2 separate regions of the Anas platyrhynchos genome follow, and region 1 is linked to region 2. The links are chromatin contacts, called in public Hi-C maps. All regions are on one chromosome and are shown on one strand. Each heading gives the region's core, a stretch centred on a gene start, on an enhancer-like site or on the middle of the called end of the contact. The rest is flanking DNA. Distances are from core to core; before and after follow the strand shown. Region 1 overlaps FAM13A (family with sequence similarity 13 member A). Region 2 overlaps FAM13A (family with sequence similarity 13 member A).

What was found. Hi-C and Micro-C count contacts between places; a contact is called where the count stands out from the background.
Region 1: a Hi-C map of F5 follicle shows a contact between it and region 2, with 2.5 times the contacts expected there. The contact joins two enhancer-like sites. A contact is called at or near these places in 5 of 8 Hi-C or Micro-C datasets (F5 follicle, liver, skeletal muscle and 2 more).

What each region holds. Positions count from the first base shown.
Region 1 is chr4:14,849,798-14,855,932 of IASCAAS_PekinDuck_T2T, reverse strand. All of the region lies in intron 6 of FAM13A (family with sequence similarity 13 member A), which reads right to left. Among named protein-coding and RNA genes, the nearest start is that of FAM13A, 70 kb to the right of the region's middle. Within about 2 kb of position 2,037, at least 5 of the 8 cell types and tissues checked have an H3K27ac peak or open chromatin away from gene starts, as enhancers often do. A contact at or near this core is called in F5 follicle and small yellow follicle, where this site is marked.
Region 2 is chr4:14,790,482-14,796,258 of IASCAAS_PekinDuck_T2T, reverse strand. The region is part of intron 3 of FAM13A (family with sequence similarity 13 member A); the gene reads right to left. Among named protein-coding and RNA genes, the nearest start is that of FAM13A, 11 kb to the right of the region's middle. Within about 2 kb of position 3,673, at least 4 of the 8 cell types and tissues checked have an H3K27ac peak or open chromatin away from gene starts, as enhancers often do. A contact at or near this core is called in F5 follicle and small yellow follicle, where this site is marked.

The DNA.
Region 1 (6,135 bases), core at 788-3,287, 61 kb before region 2:
GCACAGTTTAATGAAAGAAATAGAAATTGTGTGAAAGGTTTTAAACCTTTATACACCTCATCACATGACCTGTGACATAGAAGAGACAGGCAAGCAAGCAAGAATGTACAAGATATGAATCATAAGTGATCATCAGTAGATATTACACAATAAACAGGGTAGAAGTTGGTTTAAAACCTTCCACGCAGGACTCTTACTCACTATCACTCACACTGTGCTTATTAAAAAAACAACTGCTTGCTCATTTTTAAAACACCTTGCACTGAAGGGGGTTTATTAGTACTGCTAGGAAGCCCTTTCCACCACATACTACATCCTTTCTAAAGGAAATGCTGTCATTAAGATATGCTATACGTTCACCTGTACTGTACTTATGCTCCATAATTCCTCTTTGGTTAAAGGGACCTTTGCAGAAAGAATTTCATACCTGGCATAGCAACCTGGCAAAACAAGTCAGTTGGCCACAATAAGGAAGAGACAAGTCATTCCAAAGTGCATCTCCTATACAGTCTAGATTTCTACCCAGGAAAGAAATTACCCATTTGGCAAGCAGGTTTAATAACAAATTATATATTTTTATACCTTCAAAGTTTTTACATATTGTTTCATGGCCAGAAGTCACTGAATATACTTGAGAAAGGATACAATAATTAAAAACCAAAACAAAACAGATATTTAATCAAATGCCACTGATAACCTGGCCAAGCAGGTGAGGACCAAATATAGCCATCTCTTTCTTCTCAGACACATATATTTAGCTCTGCTAAATGAAGGGATCAAACAGAAATTGCTCTTCATGTAATGCCTGGGAGAGCAATTTCTCATACTCCTGTGGATACCTAAAAATCTGGTGCTCTTTTAAAACAGATTTCTTGAAAACAAACAAACAAACAAACAAAAAAAACAACCAACCAAACCAAACCAAACAAAAAAACAACTTGCTAAAGTGGAAAAAACAAACAAACAAACCTTTTTTCTTTGTAAGTTTATTTTAGTACTGGTGTTCATTGTATTTGTGATCCCCAGAGAGCTAACAGAAAAGTTTGTCAGACTGGAAAGAATGCCACTCTCACCCCTAGTTAGTTTGGCATGACTTAGTATTTTAATGCACATGTATTTTACATCACTCATGCAAGGCAGCCTTTGTGTCTCTAAAGATGGAAACATGAAAGCTTCGGTGAAGTCTAATGGTTAAACAACAAATTTTCAACACGGAACCACCGCTACCTTTTTTTTTCCCCCCTCCCTTTTGTAACAGGAGTGTTGCAGGCAACCATCCACCACACCATCACATTCTCAAATATGAAATGATTGTTCTCCTTTTTTTGTTCTTGTGTGTCTCATAATGACCTTCCCAAACAGGGAGTTCAGCTCACTCCAGAGCTGAAGCTGTAAAACACCCATTTAGACTGATAGTTCCTGATTTATTTCCATGCATATGGGATACCCCAGAACTACTCTGCTCCAGCCCCCTTGCTGGCTTGAACTCTCACCACAGGTCAGAGAGTGGCTCTGGGCCCTTCCCAAAGAGCTCAGTCCCAAACAAGGCTGTTTGACCTGCTGAGAGCCAAGTCTTAAAGATTTAGGGCCACCAAACCTGTCTCTGAAACAGACATCAGTGGACTTCCCTTCCCATGTCACTCATACAGCTTTACAAGTATAGTGTTTGGAGAGGGCCTTATTGACTTTTTATAAACTACTGACTTATTATTGACTTTTTATAAACTACTTTAAAAAAAAAAAAAAAGGTTTTAATAGTCCTGTTTTATTTGTTCTCAATTATCTGGAGTGCTTCTGTCCTGGTTTCCTGGCACTGCATTACTTCACTGTAAAGCAAACACTGCTTTCCTACTGCGCATCTCTTTCCGAAAGTTAAATGGGACATTTCGTTGCTTAAAATAATGTGTTATTTTGTACAGTCACGAAAATGTACTTTGACTCAAGTGTCAACATTTTGCACCAGAGATGAAGGGTCGCCACACTGGCGGGATCATGCTGCTCAGCCAAGGTCATGTTTTCGCGTAGCCTTGCCATAGGCTCTATTTGTTCTGCCCTCAAAACTTAGATAAAGGAATGGCTCTTTCTATTGCACCACCATCTCTTCTGGACTTCAAAAGAAATTAATTATTTTTTAGTCAGAATACTTTTTTTTTTTTTCAGGCAATGAGATTGCTGCTTCTAATTTTAACACAGTCAAACAAAAAGCCACTGAAAATTCAGTAGCGTCAAATTACTGAGAGTATAAAAAGTTGATGCAGCTTCTGGGTGGAGAGAAAGAAAGGCTAAGCTTGAGTGACTTGTTAAGACTTTTTGCCCTCTTTTCTTCTTACCATTCAGAACCATAATGCCATCTTGCATTAAAAGACATGCGATTTTTGCAACTGAAAAGGATTTTAATAATATTATTGATTTACTAATATCAACATTAATGGCGCTAAAAACAGCTTCAAGGAATACACGATTCAGAGGCCAAAGTAGTGCTTTTTGCTGAATTTCCTGACTTATTCAAGCATTTTTCAGCATTTCTTTTTCTTCCCTGAGTTACTTCCCCAAAAAAGTTATTTCAAGCTTGTGACAAATGCAAGACTGAAACTGTCATGAAAATGTATTGCATACTTAATTTCTCAGCAGAGTGATTTACTCATAGTTTGTCCTTAACAGCAGTGGGTAAAAGGTAATGTTTGTGCATGTGAGAAATAGCAGGCAATATAAGTTCCTTCCTTCAAATAAAGCAAGTGTTAAAGTATGTCAGGCAAAAGAAGAAATAATATTTCCCTTAATGAAAGAATAATCATAAATCTAATCTAACACATTAACACTGTGGTGATACATTGGTCATCATTAAAAGCAGCATTTATCATCAATTGTTGAGCAATGCCCCCCTTGCTCTATACCCTTAATCAGAGAAAGAGGAATGCCCTATATAGGAACTGTTGGATAGCACAACCAAACATATGTTTAATATCCATTTCTCTGTGAGAGTTATTTCCATGAAAACATTTTCATTTGACCTAAAGAGTAACTTTTATGCTCAAAAAAAAGCATCTTTTCTGATATTTATCTCCAGTCTTCCAATAATTACATTTATGCCCAACCGTGTTTTAAAACATGGAATAAAGTTACACTTGTGCTTAAGTACCTACTTAAGCTACTCATTAAATTAGTCAAATGTCAAATATTAGACTTATAAACCAGTATATTTAATTCTGAACTTGCATACACTGCAAAACGTCTTGAATAACTCACATGGGGGTGGATTGGTACTGATTTTAATACTAATCTCCAAAGGATCCTTCCATTTTCCCCAAACTTCTTTAATCAATGTTTTTCCTAGAGGTCTCAACTGAGTTATGTCTTAAGCCAGAGAGATCATAGCGTGGATCAATGTGACTTCAGGGCAGTAGGAAGTGACCTCTCTGAGAGAGAGTTCCCCATTAATCTTCCAAAAAGTATGGGCTTCTGTGGCCTATTCTAACTGGCATTCATCATGTCAAAATTACTATTTTATACGGATAAACGGAGGTGAATATGAAGGAGCACTCCGTCACACGTCTGAGGAGCATGTACTACTTATTATTCTGTTTGCCACAGCAAAGGTTAAAGCATGAGTACCCAAGCCTTTTAATTCTCAGAAAAGCTGACATTCAGTACAGCCATACTGGGAATATACTGCATTATCCACAGGCATAACTCTGTGCAGCCTGTATGTGAGAGGGCAGCAAGATTAGGGCAAAAAGCCTGAATTGAAAAAAAAAAAAAAAAAAAAGATACACTAAAAACATTTTACAAATGTCCTCCCACTTTGCAGAAACATCAGGGAAGTACAGGCTACCCCATGGTAAGATTTAATGGGCGAAACTTCCAGCTGATAAATGCCACTGCAAGCAAGAGGCTGACTTTACTTTTATATTCACATATCTGAATCCAAGAGAACCCTCGACAGTTTAATTTTGTATAATTATTTTCTACTTGCTATCCTCCTGGATTGCAAATATGTTTATCTTTTTATAAAATGACGTCAATGTTAAACAGCCTGCTTTTGTTGTTTTACTTCTAAAACTAGTTGGGGCTTATTATGAAAGCCAGGGCAGCGTCTTTTCTTCTAGTTGTGGCTTGGCAACAGTCCTTACTAGGATAAAACTAGAAAATGGGTCAGAAAGAGGCAGAAGACATGTACCAGCCCAAGTCTCACCTTTTCACAGAATGTAACAGGGTGAAGTTGCATAATGCACGCATACCTGTTGCATTATAATCATGAAGGACTGTTACCAGGTAACCAGCAATTTCTGTTTCAGGATTGTTTGGTAAGAGCTTGCAGGCTTCAAATAAAGTTATCTAGGAGCCCAGCTTTTCAATAAATTTTCACATTTTCTTGCTTAATCAGGTAGACACCATGAGACACCAAAGGAAACGTCCACGTCAGTTTCCTTTTTCAGTCAGAGGCCCCTCTGCTGCCCGCTTTGTGGTACCCAGGAAAACTTCCACATGCTTCTACATGCATCAAAGTCAAAGCTGTGAGAAGACAGAGCACTCAATGGATCAAACGCGAGCCTGGAAGGCCAAAAAGTTATATAACATTTTGTGATAGGCTATGACTACGAATTCAGGAAGACAAGGACTACAGGTTTGAATTTCTCTTAATTCCTGACTAGTGAAAAAACAAAACCAAACACACCTGATAAATCTTCCCTACCCCCAGAGGGAGATGTTCCAGAACATACTTCAATAGTGTTTGTGAAACACTCCAGCTACCTTGGATGGAAAGTGATAACAAAGTCCAAAGGATCAGACTTATTTACAATACAACTTTGCACACAGAAGCACTCACTAATCTGTTAAAGAGAACAAGGCCGCCAGTAAAAAAAAAAAAAAAAAAAAAAAAAAGGAAGAAAATGCAGTGGAACAGAAATGTGGCTAAAATATTCGGTATTTGTGAAAGACTCCAAGGAAACAAGCTCATAATATAAATTAAACAAACCCAATGTGGCTGCAAGCGAGACAGTCCATGCAGAGAACTGCTGCTGTACAGATTAGAAATAGAAGGGAGCGTGACTGCTCCATCAGATATGCATCTAAAAATATTTGTGATGGCTTCTTTTTTGTTCATCCTTGATTTGTTTCAGCAAAGTGCAAAGCAAAGGAGGCCACTGATCACAAACAAGGCCTAAGTGTGTACTTTGATTTCTTATCTCCTATGGAAACTGACAGCTGCAATTGGCGAAGGCGGGCACAGGTCTCAGCTTCACACGACTTTTATTAAATGTGCAGCACACGGAGCTAGAGGAAATGAATTCAAACATACTTGAGTAGTATTAGTAATGCTCTAACTAGGAGCCTACGTTATTAAACAAAGCTCATGCCATTCAGAAAACAGATTAACAGTAATAAAAGAGACAATCGCTGGTGGACAGGTTGTTGGAAAATGACGACTGCAACCAGCGTGCCATTTACAAGTGCCCTTTGGGCAAAGCAGCACATAGTGCAGCACAGGGATCAACACATTTGGCCTTCTGTCTCTTCCCATGCAATGAAACATAACCCTGAAGTCCCTATTGTCACTCCCTTGCAGCAGGCCACCATATCCCTTCATGTGCCATTCCACAGACATCTATATATAGAATAAAATGACACAGTATAGTACATACAGCTCTATGCAAGCCCATTATATGATTTTTTTTGAAGGCAGGCTTACGTCTTCTAGATCCAGGGTAGATATAATACTTGGCCATTCTCATGACAAGTAACATTTTATCACCACAGCTTCTTAAACAGCAGCATTCCCACCTTCCCCAACCTCCACACACCAACCACGCAGCGATGCAGTCACAGCACTTCAGCACAAGGGTTCCTGTGGCAGGCACAGCACGGCCAGCTTGTGGCTGAGAGCACGGTGCCCAGAGGGCACTGGCACCAGGGAGCTGACCCGCACAGGAAGGGCACCAAGCACGATTACTGCTGACAGCACATTCACTTTCTTGAAAGGGCTGGATGGATGCTTACAGCTTGGGCACATGTCCTAAGCAGCGGCACCTGGAGGCTGTCACTTGTCTGCTTTAGACCCAGGCAGCACTGCCAGTTGCCAATACCCTCAGCTGGAGTATCCTGTGTGCCTCAAGGGAACCACAACCACTGGCA
Region 2 (5,777 bases), core at 2,424-4,923:
GGTCAAGATAGGTGATCCTTTCCCTTTACTCAGCACTGGTGAGGCTACACCTGGAGTGCTGTGTCCAGCTCTGGGCCCCCCAGTACAAGAGACATATGGACATACTGGAAAAAGTCCAACGGAGGGCCACCAGGATGATCAAGGGACTAGAGCACTTCTCCTATGACAAAAGGCTGAGAGCATTAGGACTGTACAGCCTGGAGAAAAGGAGGCTCAAGGAGGAGCCTCCTCATGTGTATAAATACCTGAAGGGAAGATGCAATGAAGACAGAGCCATATTTTCAGTGCTTCCAGGTGATGGGACAAGAGGCAATTGACACAAATAGGAACACAAGAGGTTCTGCCTGGACATCAGGAAGCACTTGTGCTGTGCAGATGACAGTGTGCTGGAACAGGTTGCTGAGAGAGTTTTTAGTCTCTCTCCTTGGAGATCTTCAACAGCCACCTGGACTTGGTCCGGGGCAACCTGATTCAGGTGTTCCTGCCTGAGCAGAGGGTCGGACAAGATGGCCTCCAGAGGTCCCTTCCCATCTCAGCCATTCTGTGAAAAATTCTAAATCTTCAAGACTTGTCTATAGTCAATAATATGCAATAAACAAGGCTGGGTCTGAAACTGTTCAGCAACTAGCTGCTGCCTGTTGTACATCCTCCTGGTTCCACACAGAGAAGACTGGCAGGAAAATATCCCATGCCTTGCATTGCCAAAACAAAGACTTTGAAGGAAAGGACATTTTACACTGTCCCAACATTTTTGCTTTGAAAAGGCTGTGAACATAGTGCAAGGCATGTATAAGCATGCTTCACAATTTTCATCCTCATTTTTACTTTTGATTTCCCAGAAATATTCCAGGGCTGGATTGCACAGTATTCTAGGTATAGCATCCTTTAGAAAGAGGTTAGCTGTGTAAATTACCAATCTGTATAAAAATATCTGAAAGTGATCCCAAAAATTCATGATTTCTCTTTTACAACCAGATATTTTTGTGGCTAATAAACAGGACTTACCGTGCATATCATTTGGGAAGCAAATTAATTTCTGTATGTATGTACTTATCACTTCATAGAGGCATTTCCGAGATTTCATCTGCTACTACGCTTCAGTTTCCTGCCTTACATGACATGCAGTAAAAGGCGAGAAAAGCCTTTGGAAGTTTTATACTCACAGAATGCTAATTTTTATCTCTCTGTTTTGATACCGCATACTTAATAAGAATTACTTCATGAGAGCAGGCCAAAGTTTAAAATGCCAGTTAAATTATAGGACCAGACATTTCAACTAAGTGATTAACTATATTCTTTTCTGCTGCAGCTAAGAAATTATCTCCATCAAAGAATGCAAGTATCAAATATGCATGAAGGAAATATGCAAAAATCTCACTTGCTTACTTATGGCAAGTGTTTCTTTGAAAAATATTTTGAGATATATAGAAAAAAAAATATCATGACTTCATTACAATGAATCAGCTTGGTAAGAGTAGGAAATCTGACTTATTTTTATTTCTGCAGCAAAATTTCACAATGCCTCTAGAAGTCTATGTTAAATTGAATAACAATAAGGAATTTAATGGATTTGTATTTTCACTGATAAACCGGAATGGACAGTCCCTGACTTGATTACTAATTATCTTTTCATGAAGCTCAAAGAAAACCAAAACAAAACTAATTTCCCCATAGAGAGAACACTGAATTTCACCTTGTAACATACTTCTGTTTGAATAACAAAACAACTGCACAGTGTTTTTTTTTTTTTTTTTTTTTTTTTTTTTTTTTTTTTTAACTATAAATTGTTTGCAGTTATGATAAGGAATGGCAAAGCCCCCACTCAGGAAAAACAAACAAACAAAAAAAACATCTCCTACTACCATCTCCCCATCACCTAATTAGGGAATGCCCCTGAGAACTAATTGCCTCTCTGAACCTCCCACTGGGGCATTTGATTGACAGGTGCTTTTCCATTTACTGAAGGATTTTCCATCCTTTTAAAACCAGAAAGATGCTAATAACCTCCACAAAATATTTTGAAGACAGATTTGCCCTGACTACACAGAAAGCTAGTGGCCTCATGATACCAACTGTATTTAGTGGGTCTGATGTCCCTGGTCATTAAACACGATTTAGTACGTGGTGTGGACCGGAGATGCTTATTTCTGGACACAACAAAACCTTTGTTCCCTCCTCAGTACTATCTTAGTATCAGGTGTGTTCTGCTTTCACTTCTGTCCTTTTAGAAACACAGACAGATATCAGACCATAAGACCTTCAGAAACTACACTAATTGCATGTCACAGAACCACTGAACAGCAGGAGACAGAAAACCCATTCACTGAGCCATGAAATTCTTTGCCCTGCTGAAAGGGGAACAAGAAAATCTCTCTCTATCTCCCCCTTTTCCAGTGAAAAGGCAAGGGAAGGATATTGAACCTTCCTCCCAATGCAATTCAAAAATCAACAAATTTGTTAATTATCCTGCTGCTGAGACTCGAGCTTTATTTCTAAAAGCTACTAATTACCCTTATACTGAATTCAGAGAGTAACGTGCACGTACAGTGTAACATGCACTTTGCACATTTTGCAGGACGAATGGAACTTGGCTGTCCATGACCACAAGATTTCAAATAAAACAGTTTTTCAACTTACTGGAGAGCCCAAATATTTGTGAGTCATGACAGATGATTTCCTGTAGTGCTCTTTCTTCTTTTTTCCACCTGCTAGACAATATTCCAATTTGTCTCAAAATCAATCATAAAAGTTTACTCAGCTGGTAGTGACCATCAGAGAAACATTAAGGTACCAGAGCTGTTTACACTACCATACAGACAAGCATCAAGTGTATCAAAGCCCTAAGCTTATGTAGTTGCCTAATTTTGCAAGGTACAAGATGTCCTGTGGAAGTAAGACTACCAAGAGCAGTCTTACTTATTAAATTAGATTACAGAGTGCAGCATGAAGCTAAGCATATGCTGCAGTGCCTTGAGATGAGACAAATGAGCTTGTCAATAATAGAAACAGCAGAGCGCCAGACTTTCAAAGGCAATTCAGAAACCTATATTTAAATCATATTCAATATTATAACTATGCATTTAAATCACATAGAAATACCCCCAGCTACCAAAACACTTGTTATTTTCAAGCACAGTACTTTCCCTGGCATATCGAGCTTTTGCTAGGGACTCGCTGCTGAGGGGCAGAAGTCAAGGAGGCAACTGAAAACAGCAGGCACTCTCTAAAAATGTTAATTACCTAGAAACAGGAGCCTCAACAGTGTAGGAGGCACAGACAAGTTTGCAAGCGTGTTTTCAGTCTTGCTTAATTTCAGTATACACCCACAGATCACAAGAGGGACATAGGATGAACCATTGGAAAATATTTCTGTACATATTGAATTTCTTTGACACACTCCTGGCACGATCTAGCTCTCCAATCAATCCCTCTTCATGCTACTCCTTCTCCTTACAGAGCATGCTGTCTGAACATCACCAAAGGTACAGATGCCAGCAGACAGGTGCGTGTAACTTGTTCATTGCCCAAATGGTCTGACCCCAAACAACTCCAGCCTACAAGCACTGAAACTCTATCAGCATGGCGCCGTGCCCTAGCTAATTACCTCTGCTGTGAGGCAAGGAAGAGAGTCCAGGGCTCAGCGTCATGTTATCACGTCTGCATAGCTTTCAGCTGCCTTGCATACTACCAGCCTGGAGGGCAGACAGAAGAGCTTGCATCTGTCTGTAGCTATCAACGTGCCTCTAGAAGTCAATCTCTGGCACAGAGGCAGCAGGCTGTACACTGCAGTCGCCACTACACTGTGTTTGCTAGGCTAGGCTGCTGAAGGAATCAAAGTGTTTCTTTCTTCCTCCACAATCACCAGGAAGTGGGACTCCAGCCTCTGCCAGGAAGTGATCTGCTTCAGACAAGGCTCTGCCCCAGACGAAAAAATAAAAAAATAAAATCACACCTTGCTGCCATCAGAAGCAGAAATGCAGAAAGTCCTTGCCATGAGAAGGTTGTCATCACAATTCAACTTGAGACCCTTTGCTCTCTGTCATTAAAGCACTTCACAGAGCTGTATTTACCCTCCGTCACTATACTGGGAACAGTTGTCCTGTTACTTCTTTTGCAGCTCTGCTGAGTGTTGCCATCTGCACAAGAAAGCTGGTTCCAAATGTTTTCAGTGTACAGCAAGCCTCTTCAGCACGTAGAAAACAGAAGTGTCATGAGTCGTTCCAAACCAGAATAGCATCAAAATGACAATAAAAGCTAACAGGGAAAGGTTAAAGACATGCCAGTATAGCCTGGAGAGCCACAGACAATTAGTGAATCTGATTTATTCCAGTTATTGCAGTTACAGTGGTTAAAGAGTCATCTCTCATTTGTTCATTTTCACACCCACTATTCAGGTTGAAGTTTGACCTCTAAAATCCCCCAACACAATCTGTATTTTTGATCCTGCCTGTTCATGTAGCTCAAGCAGCTGATGGCTACCAAGTGTTCCCTAAAATGACTCGTTGATCCAGGAGGGAGCTCATCCTTCCCTTCCACCACCTCCCATCCTTCTCCCTGAGCTTTCAGAGCTGTTCACTAGCACTGCACAAAACCTTGTCAGCTGTAACAGTTTGTGAGGGGAGGGGTGTGAGAGACAGAACTCTCATCTAGCTGCTACATACTGAAAAATGCAAATTTTTCAGTGATCAAATAGCATTCAACTTAATTAGACTCAGTGCCAAAGGAAGACAGGAGCCTACATTTCACTGTGCCCCTTCTGGAGAAGGAATGCAACAAAGAAGAAAAAGAAAAAAAATCACATAATGGAAAAACTTTCTGCATGCTAAAAAGGATAACAGCAATCTGCCTTGCTAAAAGCAAGTGACCTGTGAAAGGGGTAAGAGCTGTGCATACAGAGCTTGTTCTCAGTATGTACAAATGTCTTAAGAGCCAGTGATTGGGTTAAAAAAGTTAAGAAATGAAAAGCCAGAAGGAATAAACAAGCTCAAACGGATCTCTGTACAGGAGCTACTGATTACTTCCAAATGAGGTTTCTGAAAGAAGTATCTTTCAGTCATCCTGTTCTCCAGCAAAACTGCAGACACAGAGCAGATTGTAGTGGACATTTTTGACCCCAGGACCCCCTGCAAAAAGCAATGTTCATATTTGTCAGGCATTCTGAGAAGACCAGTCAACACAAAGATCACTACCAGTGTGTCTCTATCCTGTACTTGCTACACATCTCCGACAACACCATTTACAGATGGAGGCCCTTTTCAACTCCCACTGCCACTGCCCTTCTCCAAGGGTAGAGAGGAAAGGTCAGGATGCAGCAGACTGCCCATAGGATACGCTACGTGATGTTTTCTGGAACTGCATAGTCTTGGAATTCCTCTGAATATTTATATAATCAGCACTGCGTCAGGATTTAGCGGCAGCATGCACATTTCACACCGCTGTTGCACAGGCTTCTGATAGCATGCCAAACCAGCTGTGTGGACTTCCTGAACTACCAACGTATCACATTGCTCTTTTCCAATAGAGGGCAGATCATTTACTCTTTGGTTTGGTAATGTGGACTATACCCTGCTTTAAAAAGGATTACAATCTCAGGTAGGATTTTCAGTCCAGCTATTTTTAACTGGGGGGGATCACTCCCTAACATTTTTTATATGACGGAAAGTAACTGTGTATTATTCTCAGGCCCCACTTTTAGCTGATTTAAAAGATTCTGATACCAATCGCTGAAAATATTCCAAAGGAATTCTAAACTGATTACAAAACAAAACAAAACAAAA